Linked DNA regions of Mus musculus: region 2 is linked to region 1. The links are chromatin contacts, called in public HiChIP or PLAC-seq maps. All regions are on one chromosome and are shown on one strand. Each heading gives the region's core, a stretch centred on a gene start, on an enhancer-like site or on the middle of the called end of the contact. The rest is flanking DNA. Distances are from core to core; before and after follow the strand shown.

Region 1 (6,886 bases), core at 4,285-6,784:
GTAGGTAACGGACTAAGTGGCAGCAAGCACCTTTGCCCACGAAGCCACTTCACTATCCCAGCAACCACCTCTCTTTAAAATGTAAAAGAAAAAATGCAAATGGCCAAAATATATCTTGTGGCATTAAAAGTGCATTACATTATCATTGTGAGATGAAAATTCCTATTCTTGCATCCTGTAGATGCATGTGTCTATAATCCCAGCAATCCTACAGGGATACAAGAGGCAGAGACAGGAGAATCTCTGGAAATTAGTCTGCTATAAGCAGTTGTGAGCAAGAGATCCTGCCTCAAACTAGGTGAAAAGCAAGAACCAAAAAAACAGTCCTCTGGCCTCACAGAGCACACTACAGTCACACACATAAGTATGCACGACTGAACATACACACACACACACACACACACACACACACGCAAATCATACACAGATATGTAAATGTTCTGTTCTGTTTTCCTTTTTGAGACAGCATCTCTCTGTATAGCCCTAGCTGTCTTAGAACTCATGTAGATCGGGCTGACCTTGAACTCACAGAGATCCACCTGCCACTGCCTCCTGAGTGTGGATTAAAGGTGTTGGCCCTCATGCACAATCTCAAAAAAATTTTGCTTTTACAAAGGCATCAGAAGACGTGAAGGTCAGTTCTTACCATTGATCTACATCCATTTGTTTATGTACAGACTGTGGTGTCTAGGGTCCCAAATGAGAACCTCACAGTTACTATTCAAATGTGCTAACAATGAGCCACATCCCATCCCTAAAACGTCAGTTCTCTATAAGCCAGCTTCTTAAACTGAAGGCTACAACTCCAAATAGGATCACTTAACAGTATCGGGATCACAAAAAAAGTTGGCAAGAGCACAAGGTTTCTGAACATGCAACAACCAACACTTAATTCAAAACCAAACGTAATGAATCCTCGGTGTTGCTGGCAGTGCCTGAGTGTGCTGCACCACACAGCTGCACCTTGGCTCCAAACACAGCACACACTTTGCATGCAATGCTAGCAAACACTACCTGAAACACCACAGCTCGGGTCTGAAACTATTATACGTTTATGAATTATACTGTGTTTAACAAGTGCATAAAGTTTTCTGCTCATATAGAATTGTAATGGTTTAATTACAGGCTAGAAAGATTTTCACTAGTTTCCTATAGATGCCTCAGAACATAAGAATTACATACATCTTTGGTTTGATGTACTTAATTCTTAACACTGTTGGTTGAGTTGGTAATGGGATGATCATCAAATGAATTTTGGCACCAGATTGGGACAGGATTCAGAAATCTAGCAATTTTTGAAATGCGCTTTCTTTTCTCTTTCCTTTTTTTCTGCCACTTTATACTATGCATTTGTGCAGTGGCATTCTCAGCACTGACAATCACAAAATAAAAACACTGATCAACTTCAAAAAGCTCTGAAGACACACTACATCTTACTTCAAATACTCAGCAAAGATCTAATTCTTAAGTTAAAAATAAATAAGCAAATCTTTCTCATTAGTATACAAATTTGATTTCATCTTTAATAAATGGTAAAGTTATATGTATACCAAAGTTTTGCTTTATGCTTCTTTGAGATTTATTAACAATAACTGTTTGGGATATATATTTCATACCTATATACCTGGGGCAGGTAAAGTTTCTCTGACAAGGGGGGGGGTCATAAGTAGAAAAATTTAGGAAGTCCTCCTCTACATGATGACAATAAAAGCTCACATGAGCCTTGTCCTACAAAAGGATATAATTTTTAATACCCCTCTTCCTACCCACACCGCCACTGTGGCTGTAGAATACAATACATGGGAGCAAGAGCCCACAGAAGTACGTAAGCCCAGCCAGCGGAGAGCAGCACAGCACAGCACCTCAGCATCTGAACTAGAAATGAGAGCCTCCACAGCTCGGCTGCTGCCAGAGCAAACAACTCAAGAGCCACCTGTAACCACATCAGGGCCCAGGCCACTGTCTTTGGTAACAAATGAACAGTCATCTTCACAAGACAAAAATCTTTGGAAAATAGACTACAAAATAGACTAAAATAGACTACAATACAAATAGGAAACAGCTGAGAGAAGAGAAGGAATGGGAAGGAAACTGGATGAGCAGGGGAGCCCTACCAGCTGAGGGAACTCTGGAGCACAGTCCCAGGCAGCTGGAAGTGAGCTGCTATACTCCAGGCCCATGGAGAAAAGAGCACGCCACAGGAAGACTGAAGGCACTAAGACCCAGAAGCTATCACCCATGCCTCTCTCACAGTAGGTGGCAAACTAAAGGGGAATCTGAGCAACTCATCTTTGTTGTGTGCCACAGTAATGTTTAAATTATTAATTCGCTTATTCTCATCAGATTGAAAGGCTGGAACCCTAAGAGAAGTGTACCCCACTTCAGGGGCCAGATGCTCCCCCAGCTGTTTCCAATTCATTCAGAAGTGGCTTCACATGGATGGACGTGAAGTCCTCCTATGGTTCGCTGCCTACTTCCTGACAGTTCTGTTTGCCTGAGCCAAGAGCTCACCTTCTTCTGTATTCTCCTTCGAGGGAAGCTCCTAGCTACAAGGTAGGACCACTTCTGGATACCACTCTTCAAGAAGGTGCTAAGTGTATTAAAGATTCAGGGTGAGCCAGGCCGTGGTGGTGCATGCCTTTATTCCTAGCACAGGGGAGGCAGAGGCAGGTGGATCTCTGAGTTTGAGGTTAGCCTGGTCTTCAGAACATGTTCCAGGACAGCAAGAGCTGTACAGAAAAACCCTGTCTTGAAAAGCCAAAAAAAAAGAAAGAAAGAAAAAAAAAAGATTCAGAGTGGATTTTGTCTTGATATGACATGCCCACTGGTTTTCAGATTTTTAACTTTTAATAGAAACCAAACTACTTTTCAGTTTCCAAAATAGATATTAATATTCCTCAGTTGTTTTTTTTATTAGTATATGGCAATGAAAAAGCACCTTTTAATATAAGAAAACAGAAAAAGCATCAAACAGGTAAGCGTAAAGATGTTTCCATATTGTCCAAGTCTCCCACAAAATCATCTCCAATTCACGTAAGGTCAGGTCAGGACAGGCCTTACTACTTCTCGTAAGTATTCAGATTTATGGAATGGGGCTACATTAAGGAGATTAAGAAATAAACTCCAAGCTGGATGTGGTGGCACACGCCTTTAATCCCAGCACTTGGGAGGCAGAGGCAGGCAGATTTCTGAGTTCGAGGCCAGCCTGGTCTACAGAGTGAGTTCCAAGACAGCCAGGGCTACACAGAGAAACCCTGTCTCGAAAAACCAAAAAAAAAAAAAAAAAAAAAGAAAAAGAAAGAAACTCCAAGGTTTAGATATGAAACATTGGGTCTAATGAATGTAATAATTCCAGAAGGACCTGTGAGATGGGCTGATAGATAAATTCACTGGCCATCAAGCCTGACAACCTGAGTTCAATTCCCAGGACCTATGATGGAAGCAAGAGTATTAACTTCCACAAGCTTCCCCTTCATATGCACTCCATGGTACATGGGCATGCACGTTCACAAGCAGATTCACACACACACACACACACACACACACACTAGTTTTTTTAAAAGAATATTTCCTAAATGACAGAATTTTATACAACAATTCAGAGACTGAAACAATAGCCATACTAACGCATCTTTCTGGACACTAATATTGTGAGGGGTGCTTTTTATGGATTAAATCCTATGAGGGTCAATAAATAAAGAGCCAAACACAACTACCCAGTCTAAATGCTAAGCCTGTGCCTCAGAAGTCCCAGATGAAGCCTACCTTTGGTGAGGCAAATGCAATCTGGCATTTCATGTACTGCAGCTGATATTCTAAGCTATACTGCTGTGAATGCCACATAAGCTATTGACATCTTGTTTGTAGTTTCACTGGAGAATAAAATAAAAAAATTTCAAGAAAGCCACACAGTGTGAATAAATATTACTTTTCTGGAAAACACATGACTCTGTTTAATGCTCAGTGCTCAGCTGAATCTATATGGTAATCCATTACAGCACACTCAAAATCGAAATTAGGTCTTACTACCGATCAGCACATCAGGGAATCTGTCATTCTTTTAACTGATTATCTATAGCTACTTTTTCTTCAGAACATACTGCATGACCAGGAATAATATGAAACATAAGCTGGAGTTTATACAAGATGCTACCATGAACTTTAAAACCACCAGTCTTCATTTAATTTAGATGGGAAACTTTTTGTTCCCCAAACTATTACCAGATGACTGCAGCACGCCAAGTTGGTTCACACTTGATTTCAAGTCTACATGGAAAGCAGTGAAGAATGAGGAAGATACTAATGCAGACCAGTTAATCTACCTGAAACACTAGCCAATTAAACCTGTTCAGCTCGGGACTAGAGAGCCAGGGAGTAACCCTTCCCCAAACCAGCTGTAGGGCATGATGCTGTGCGAAGAGAAGATGCTGCCCTGGGAGGAAACAGACTTCCTTTAAAAGAACAGACATCCTAGCTCCTTGACCTTGGAAGTAACAAATGTACAGGGAACTTAGATTGAGAATTGGAAGTCCCTTCAGGAGAGCATTCTGTGGGTGTCTTGACTACACAACTTCTGGCTTCAGAAGGAACCACGGACAGCCTGCACACACTTCCATATCAACCTACAGGACACATCTTTTTCACTACCGTCTGGTGGATTTTTACCAGTTACTAAAAATAACTCAACTCTGATATAAACAGAGTATTTTCACTAGCGGTCAATACTTGTTTAGAACCTTTAAATTCAAGTAAGACAGAGCTAAAACAAACAAACAGATAATCTTAACAATAAAATGAATACATTTTAGCTCAAAAAAATGCTTTATTACTTATACCAGAAATCCTTTCTACTACACAATACTACTTAATCTCTCAGCATGCTGTTATGGAATAAGTAAAACACAGTTCTGTATTGTCAGATTCCTATTGGTCACTGTAAATACTAAATTCACATTTCACCTCCTGGAACGCAACCACTTCAAAACAACCTTCCAGCATTCTTCTCAGGTGGACAGGCATAAGGCCCACTCTGCCATTACAGCTGGATTCCCTGGGAGAAAGGACTTACACTTTAGTGATACATCAAGTATCCTCAACATCAGGACCAGTGCCTAGCACACAATATTTTCTAATAAGCAGTGGCACAAGCAAACAGATCGATAAAAAGTCATGAAAAGAAATCAAAGGAATTCTAGTTTTAGTACACACACACACACACACACACACACACACACACACACACACACATGAGTTTGAGGCCAGCCTGGTCTATAGAGCTCCAGGACAGCCAAGGCTACACAGAGAAATCCTGTCAAAAAAAAAAAAAAGGTAAGGGGAAGGAAAAGAAAGAAGAAAGAAATCAAGAAATCAACCAACCAACCAACCATGGCAGGGAAGCACTAGGTGGCAGTTAATAAAACTGAAAATGTAACTGTGTCTCCAAACATTTTACATCTCAATACATGCTTAGGTCATTGCTTAAAAGATAATGATTTCTTAGCCCAGGAGAAAACAGACTTAAAATCTCTAAGAACTTAGACTTAATTTACAATACAAAAAAGGCTGGGCGTGGTGGCTCAGGCCTTTAATCCCAGCACTTGGGAGGCAGAGGCAATCGGATTTCTGAGTTTGAAGCCAGCCTGGTCTACAGAGTGAGTTCCAGGACAGCCAGGGCTATACAGAGAAATCCTGTCTCGAAAAACAAACAAACAAACAAACAAGCAAACAACACAAAAAGGACATTTAAAATAAATATGGAACATACTGTTTTTAAAGAGAGACATATCAGACATTCTACATTTTTTTTAATCAACCAAGATACTGAAAACCTGATTATCAATTGTCATGGTTTGAATATGCTTGGCCCAGGGAGTAGCACTATTTGGAGATGTGGCCCTGTTGGAATAGGTGTGTCACTGTGAGTGTGGGCTTTAAGACCGTCATCCTAGTTGCCTGGAAGTCAGTCTTTTGCTAGCAGCCTTCAGATAAAGATGTAGACCTCTCAGCTCCTCCTGCCTGGATGCTGCCATGTTCCTACCTTAGTGATAATGGACTGAACCTCTAGCCCTGTAAGTCAGCCCCAATTAAATGTTGTCCTTGTAAGAGTTGCCTTGGTCACAGTGTCTGTTCACAGCAGTAAACCCTAACTAGGACATCAATGAAGACCTAAAAAGACAAAGGTATCCTAATGACAAAGGTTTTTGTTTACTTAAGTTAACCCAAAGCAGCAAAAAGGGCGGGGGGTGGGGGGTGACTTTATTCCATGCAAGTACCATGCAGCTGCAATGATGGTTCCACAAAAGAGACAATCCCAAAGAAAAATTGAAATGTGTCCTCAAAAACAAAGTAAATAAAAAGGAAAATTGAGTTTTAGTGTTTCTGATTTATGTTCTTAAAGACTCAAGTGTTATATTGAAGAGATGATGAAAACTTGGGGAAACTAATGAAGTAGATATGTAATTAGATAACCTTCTGAAATCATAAAATATTAACTAATGAGGATGGAAAGCATGGTTAGCACTAAACTAGACTATTACAGATTACCCCATGAGCCAGTACAGTACACATCACGAACTCCCCAGAACCACATAAAAGAACACACACAAGAAATGCCTGGACAAAACACACTTAAAGTTGTAAATTCAATATAAATCTAAAAAGCACTAGGCAAAAACCAAATAGAAAATGTAGTATATTCCTTAAACAACAGCAACAAGGCTGACCTTGGCCTTTTCATCAGCTGCGGTGAAGTGATCATGAGTCACAGAGTGGACGTCAGGACAGTGAGAAAGTGAGGACAACAGGGACCCAAAGCACACCATGGGCCTATACAGCAATGCAGTTCCTGGTGTTTCTGAAGCAAATTACATCTACCTCAGACATACAC
Region 2 (6,918 bases), core at 3,886-6,385, 830 kb after region 1:
TCAGGTGTCAGGACTACCTAATACAGTATTACCTGTCTTGGGGCATCTATGGAATGCTCGGGATAGCTGGTGCTGGCATGAGGGTGTCTGACTGGCTGTTAGACTTTTGGTGCTTTTACTCATAGCCAGCCAGAGCAGCAGGAGAGAGCTCAATAACTGCTAGTTAGGACATCACAATGCCGCATCCCCTGCACCCTTGCTAGCTGCAGGAACATGGACACTTGCACATATAAACCTACAGAATCTACCATTTGCTTTTTATTGCCGTGTGCAGTAGTTAATGCAGAGACTCAGAACTTTAAAGTGGTAAAAATAAGTGGCACAGAGGGCTCAACTCTCAGGGAACATTCTGGAAGAGAGGGCAGAAAGGATGAAAGAGAAGGGGGAAGAACCCTGGGAAGTATTATCCTTTGGTCATGATGTGCCTATTAAGTTCACAAACCCACAGCAACGGTGGGTACCTGTATAAGACCTGGATAATGTAAATTCAGCCAGATTTCTGGGATAAATGGAGGAAGTGCTCTTCAGGTCCCACCCCTAGCTGAGGACCTATTGGCAGTTGCTGACTGTGAGAGAGGAAGAGTCACTTTGGTTGAGAGGTGGCTACTGGTAGGTTGTACAGGCTCAAATGAATGACCCTACATTCATGTGCATATAGGTAGTACTAATGAGACTCAGTGGGCTAGTGGTGGTGATGATGATGGTGACGATGGTGATGATGTTGATAATAAATTTAAAAAGAGAATATGAAGTTGGGAGGCAGATGCATTTGAGGGAGTCTAGGGAGAATTGGAGGGGGTAGTAGGAATTGATACAAAGAAGGTATCAAGTGTGTGTGTGTGAAATTTTCATAATATTTACCAGCTTCCTAGTACCCTGGAAAGGTGGGTTCCTCCAGTCTGTCTTAGCATCGTGCTAAAAGCAGAAAGATGCTCTCTCCTGGCCCATGATTCAGTAACCACCACCACTGGTTGTACTCTGCCCCATCTCCAACTGTCAGTGTCAGCATGGACCTATCTAAGCCAGCCATCTCACCTGTGTCTTGCCACCTAACAGGAAGCAGTCTGATCCACTCTGACCTGGTCCCTTCCTTTCCTCATTTCTTCACCTCCTTGTTTTTAAAGTGGTGTATATCTCCCAAGCCCATTACTTGGGGAGGAATCACTATCTTAGGATCTGCTTCCGGGTAAACACAAACTAAGACTTGGTTTTAAGCCAGGTATGGTGGCACATGAGCATTTCAGAGGCTGAGCATCAAGAGTTTGAGGCAATCCTGGGCTACATAGTGTGACTCAATCTTCAATAAGCACCCAACAATATCCAAGATTTATTTTTAAGCTGGCAGTTCACCTTCAGCAAAACATGATACTTTGTTTCTTGTCCCCTCAAGTGATGGCTGCTGTGCCACAGGTCTCAACACTGTGAGACCTGATTTCCTTATTTCTGCCCTCCACTTTTTCTCTGCTTTCTTCTTCTTCTTCTTCTCCTTCTTCTTCTTCTTCTTCTCCTTCTTCTCCTTCTTCTCCTTCTTCTTCTTCTTCTTCTTCTTCTTCTTCTTCTTCTTCTTCTTCTTCTTCTTCTTCTTCTTCTTCTTCTTCTTCTTCCTTCTCCTCCTCCTCCTCCTCCTCCTCCTCCTCCTCCTCCTCCTTCTCCTCCTGCTCCTCCTCCTCTTCCTCTTCCTCCTCTTTCTTCTTAATTATTATTATTATTATTTCTGTTACATTTGCAGTGTTTAGTTCACATTTATATCTTACAATTATATTTTAATCCTTTGGCTTTTGTCCTATCAGTTAATTTTAAAAGTTGAAAACCTCTCTCTACTCCTCCCTGTCCCATAGACAGCTGCATCTTCTCATGTAGTGCCGGTTTCATCCCATAGACAAAATGGTGAAGGTTGGTGTGAACGGATTTGGCCATATTGGGCACCTGGTTACCAGGGCTGGCTTCTGCTCTGCACTTGGCAAAGTGGAGATTGTTGCCATCAATGACCCCTTCATTGACTTCAACTACATGGTCTACATGTTCCAGTATGACTCCACCCACGGCAAATTCAACGGCACAGTCAAGGCCGAGAATGGGAAGCTTGTTGTCAATGGGAAGCCCATCACCATCTTCCAGGAGCGAGACCCTGCTAACATCAAATGCGGGTGATGCTGGTGCTGAGTATGTTGTGGAGGGTGTCTTCACCACCATGGAGAAGGCTAGGGCCCACTTGAAGGGTGGGGTCAAAGGATCATCATCTTCACCTCTTCTGCCAATGGCCTCATGTTTGTGATGGGTGTGAACCATGAGAAAGATGACAACTCACTCAAGATAGTCAGCAATGCATCCTGCAACACCAACTGCTTATTCCCCCTGACCAAGGTCATCCATGAAAACTTTGGCATTGTGGAAAGGCTCATTTCTACAGTCCATGCCATCACTGCCACTCAGAAGACTGTGGATGGCCCCTCTGGAAAGCTGTGGCGTGATGGCCATGGGGCTGCCTAGAACATCATCCCTGGGTAAGGTTATCCCAGAGCTGAACAGGAAGCTCACTGGCATGGCCTTCCGTGTTCTTATACCCAATGTGTCCGTCGTGGATCTGATGTGCTGCCTGGAGAAATCTGCCAAGTATGATGACAACAAGATGGTGGTGAAGCAGGCATCTGAGGGTCTACTGAAGGGCATCCTGAGCTACACTGAGGACCAGGTTATCTCCTATGACTTCAACAGCAGCTCCCACTCTTCTACTTTTGATGCTGGGGCTGGCATTGCTCTCAATGACAATTTTGTAAAGCTCATTTCCTGATATGACAATGAATATGGCTACAGCAACAGGGTTGTGGACATCATGGCCTACATGGCCTCCAAGGAGTAAGAAGCCCTGGACCACCCACCCCAGCAAGGACACTGAGAGCAAGAGAGTGGCCCTCGGTTGCTGTCGAGTTCCTATTCCAACTCTGCCCCCAACATTGAGCATCTACTTCACAATTGCCATCCCAGACCCCCATAATAACAGGAGGGACTTAGGAAGCCCTCCCTATTCTCCTGAATACATCAATAAAGTTCGCTGCACCAAAGTAAATAAATAAATACATAAACAAACAAAAAATAAATATAAAAGTTGAAAGCCAGCAATTAAACACAGATATTGTATCTTTAAAAAAAATCTGTCTTTAATTGCAGAACCAAACTGGCTTGCATTTTTTTTCTTCAGGAGTTCAATGCCAAGACTCTCAAATCAGTCAAAGGAGAATGTTTCCAGCATTCAGGGGTGGTGTCTCCCGGCTAGCTCCATCCTTTGCTCAGAGGCACACCCCCATCCCTGCTGGCTTCATAGTCAAAGCTGGCTTAACACTTGTTTCTCTTTAACTTTTCTTGTCTTCTGCAGAGTTGCTCCATGAGACAAGCACTGATGTCTCTCATCCCATGCAGGTCTTTCTTCAGTATGTTCTTCTTGGAGCCATTTTGGACTTCTAATTTTTTTCTAATTGGGGTTTTTCTCAATCTGCTCTGTAACTTTGAGCTTTGCACTTCCTTTTATATGCATGTCAGGATTAATTTTACTTTTATACTTTCCTTACACACTATTCTCTTCTACTAGTTTTTATTCTTTTATTGTGGCGCAGCCTTGGATGATTTCTATAGGAATAGCTCTGAGAGGTTCGCTCTCCAAGTCTTTGTATGATTAAAACAGGTTTAATTTATCTCAGACTTATTATTAGTTTCGTGTCATATAAAATGCTTACACAGAGTAATGCTAGTGTAGAAGAATGAAAAAAATTAATTTTCCAAGAGAAGATTGAATGCTTTTAGCACAGTCTAATAGTACCTCGATTTGTCGATGTTAGTTGGGTCCTAATCCTTTGTATATGACCTATTTTTTTTAAACCTGTAAGCATTTTATATTTCCTTTATATCCTTGATAATGCAGCGTTTCAAAAGTGTCTATACAGTGTCGAATCACTTTCCATTCATTTTGCTGGTACTCAATGGACTATTAAACATGAAGACTTGGATTAAATTCTTTGGTAATCTTTTCTTTCTTTATGTTTGTTTTTTTATTGAAAATAGATTTTCATGTACTATGTTCCTCTCCTCCAATGCTGTCCAGATCATGTCTACCTCCTCACCTAGATCCCTGCCTCTCATTAGAAAACAAACAGGCAACTAAAACAAATAAACAAACCAATCAAAACAAATTAGGACTAAACAAATAGAAAAAAAAACAAAGATAAAGCATAAGATACACACACAGACACACAGACACACAGACACACACAGACACACAGACACAGACACACAGACACACAGACACACAGACACACAGACACACACACACACAGACACACACACACACACACACACACACACACACACACACACAGATCCCATAAGTGCACGAGACTGGAAACCATAATATATAAACAAAAATCTCCTGTAAGGTTAAAAAGCAAAGCAAAACAAAAAGAAAGAAACAACAAATGCCCAGACAAAGCAGCTTGTGACTAAAAACCTCCTAAAATACCACTGAGTTCGTTTTGAGCATTTCGGGCTACCTACTACTCACCTGCACTTAAATGTGGTGTGTATACCCATTGAGACTGTTGATAAAAATAAACAAACTGATTTTTCCTTGTGAGAAATTGTCAGCTGGAGACAGCTTCTGGGTTAGGGATGGAGGCTGTTGTCTACTTCCCCTCTCAGTGCTGGGACTCCATCTGGCTTAGACCGGTGCAGGCCCTGTGAAAGTGCACAGTCTGTGTAGGTCTATGTGACCCTGTTGTATCTAGAAGGCCTTATTTCCATCGTGTCTTCCATTCTCACTAGCTCTTACAGTCTGGGTCCTCCTCAATCCGTACGAATCAAGGTCTCAGACAGATGGGCATAGAGTCGGAGAGTGACAAACAGACACAGCATGAGAGAGTGTGTTGAATCTGAGTGTGTCGTCCAAACGAACACCAGACTTTTTTTTTTTATAAAAACAAGAAAAGCCAGGCGAACAAATCTGTTGAGTTACAGTGACTCAAAACAAAAGGAATGCATACATCAAAAAATGGCAGGGACCAGGTCCCATTTACCACTTAGAATGGGGACAGGTGTAAAGCTAGTCTATTGTTAAACCACCACCATGGGTTCTTAGTAAATGCCTGATTATGCTGTTCCTTTGGGCCTAGAGAAGAAACCTATCCCAGGGGGAATTCCCTAACTCTTTCATGGTTAACCCACCTATTCACTAGGCCATTGTGTATTCCCTTGTTTGGGTGGGACTCAGCTATTGTCCTAAGTATTCACTTTGCAGACTAGCCCTGAGTTATTCTAGCTCTGTTCTTTGTAATGCCTAATTAGTTTTACTGTCTCTACTAGAAGTGAATTTGAATGTTAGGTAACATTCTTAGTGAATTCCTAGCTCGTTGGCTTCAAGGATTTTTTTAGGATGTTGGAACACTGGTGGAAGCTTACCTATGTCAAAATTCAATCTTTAAAGGCACTTATAATAAAACAATATTTAAAGAGAGCATACACCATACTAACGCGGGGATAGGGTTTGAGTATATGGGCTATGAGAATGCCAAGGTTCCAGGAGGCTGAGCTTCCTTGAAACTCTTTGCCTCGTGAATGAATGCCTCCAGGCCTTTCAACCCCAATAGGCAGACTTCACTGGAGTGGGCATAGCATTCCACAAAAACTCTCTGAGCTCTGAGGGGAGGGATTTGATGGAGACATCCCATTTAGAACTGAGCAGTCCAAGATCTCTCATTGCCTGTGCTGCCCACTTGTGAATCTCTGTATTTGCTTCCATCTATTGCAGGAGAAAACTCCTCTGGTAATGGCTAAGCCTATGGCAATGGCTGAGTATAGCAAAATGCCCTTTAGGGATCATTTTATTGCTTCGTTCCTTAGTAGACAGTAACATTTTGTTTTTGACTATGTCCATGGTCTATCTAATGTCATGTTCTTGGCTACTTGAGCAGTGTCAGGCACAGGTTCTATCTCATGGGGTAGCCTTTAAATCTAAGCAGACAGTGGGTGGTTACTCCTACATCATTTGAGCCATTATTGTGCTGGCATATTTTTGCAGGAAGGTCACCATTGGAGAGTGAAGGTTTGCAGCTGGATTGGCATTTACCTTTCTCTTCTGGTCGTGTCCTGAGCACCTTCCAGTAACATGAACACTAGTCGATAGGGGTGAAGGCACCAGCTGATTTCTCTATGTTCAATGAGTTATGTAGGTGTTTGCCTTCAGCAATAGGGCCTTACCATCAGTTTGTGGAGAGCAACCAAGAGCTTTGACAATAGTCTGGGTTGTTTTGGGGGGTTCCAATGAGTCCTTTTGGCCAATGACTTGTTTAGACATAATACATTTCCAGCACTGGATGTTTTATTTGGTGGTGAGAGATGTCTAATTGGGGATTTGCCTCCCCATCATTTAGTGATTGCATCTAGATTTCTTTCATTTGTATATATATTGTAAGGAATTTCTCCATGTAGTGGGTTTCATAAACCTCTCAAGTGTCTCTTGGTTTTACCTATCTCTCTTCATATTCTCTACCATACCCCCTTTCTTCTTCCCTCTCTGTTTGACCTTCCCATTCCCGTTCCCCCATCCACCCATAACTATCTGTTCTATTTCCTTTTCTTTGGGAGATCTGTGCCCCTTAGCCCCTTACTCTGTCCTTCACCTCTACAGTTAGGATCATATGGATTGTAGCCTGCTTATTGAAGACTTAATAGTTAACACCACGTATAATTGAATACATGCTGTTGTTTTAATTTTATTTTTATTATTTTTTAAATTTTTTATTGATTCTTTGAGAATTTCACATCATGCACCCCAACCAAATCCATCTCTCGTGTACTCCATATTAAACCCCAGCCTTGCAACTTCTCCCACAAAAGAAAACACAACAACACCCTAAAACCTCCCAAACCAAA

Evidence for each region. HiChIP or PLAC-seq counts read pairs in DNA pulled down with a chosen protein or histone mark.
Region 2: an H3K27ac HiChIP or PLAC-seq map of embryonic stem cells shows a contact between it and region 1, with 5 times the contacts expected there. The contact joins two enhancer-like sites. A contact is called at or near these places in 1 of 15 datasets of contacts at CTCF or cohesin (embryonic stem cells), 9 of 484 Hi-C or Micro-C datasets (the HPC-7 cell line, cerebellum, cerebral cortex and 5 more), 5 of 115 datasets of contacts at active chromatin or transcription factors (astrocytes, embryonic stem cells and stem cell-derived neural progenitor cells) and 1 of 9 other capture datasets (embryonic stem cells).

Annotation. Positions count from the first base shown.
Region 1 is chr2:146,461,462-146,468,347 of GRCm38.p6, forward strand. All of the region lies in intron 3 of Ralgapa2 (Ral GTPase activating protein, alpha subunit 2 (catalytic)), which reads right to left. Among named protein-coding and RNA genes, the nearest start is that of Ralgapa2, 47 kb to the right of the region's middle. Within about 2 kb of position 5,535, at least 4 of the 459 cell types and tissues checked have an H3K27ac peak or open chromatin away from gene starts, as enhancers often do. A contact at or near this core is called in embryonic stem cells, where this site is marked.
Region 2 is chr2:147,287,871-147,294,788 of GRCm38.p6, forward strand. The region is part of intron 3 of Nkx2-2os (NK2 homeobox 2, opposite strand); the gene reads left to right. It also overlaps the pseudogene Gm14113. Among named protein-coding and RNA genes, the nearest start is that of Gm14110, 32 kb to the right of the region's middle. Within about 2 kb of position 5,136, at least 8 of the 459 cell types and tissues checked have an H3K27ac peak or open chromatin away from gene starts, as enhancers often do. A contact at or near this core is called in embryonic stem cells, where this site is marked.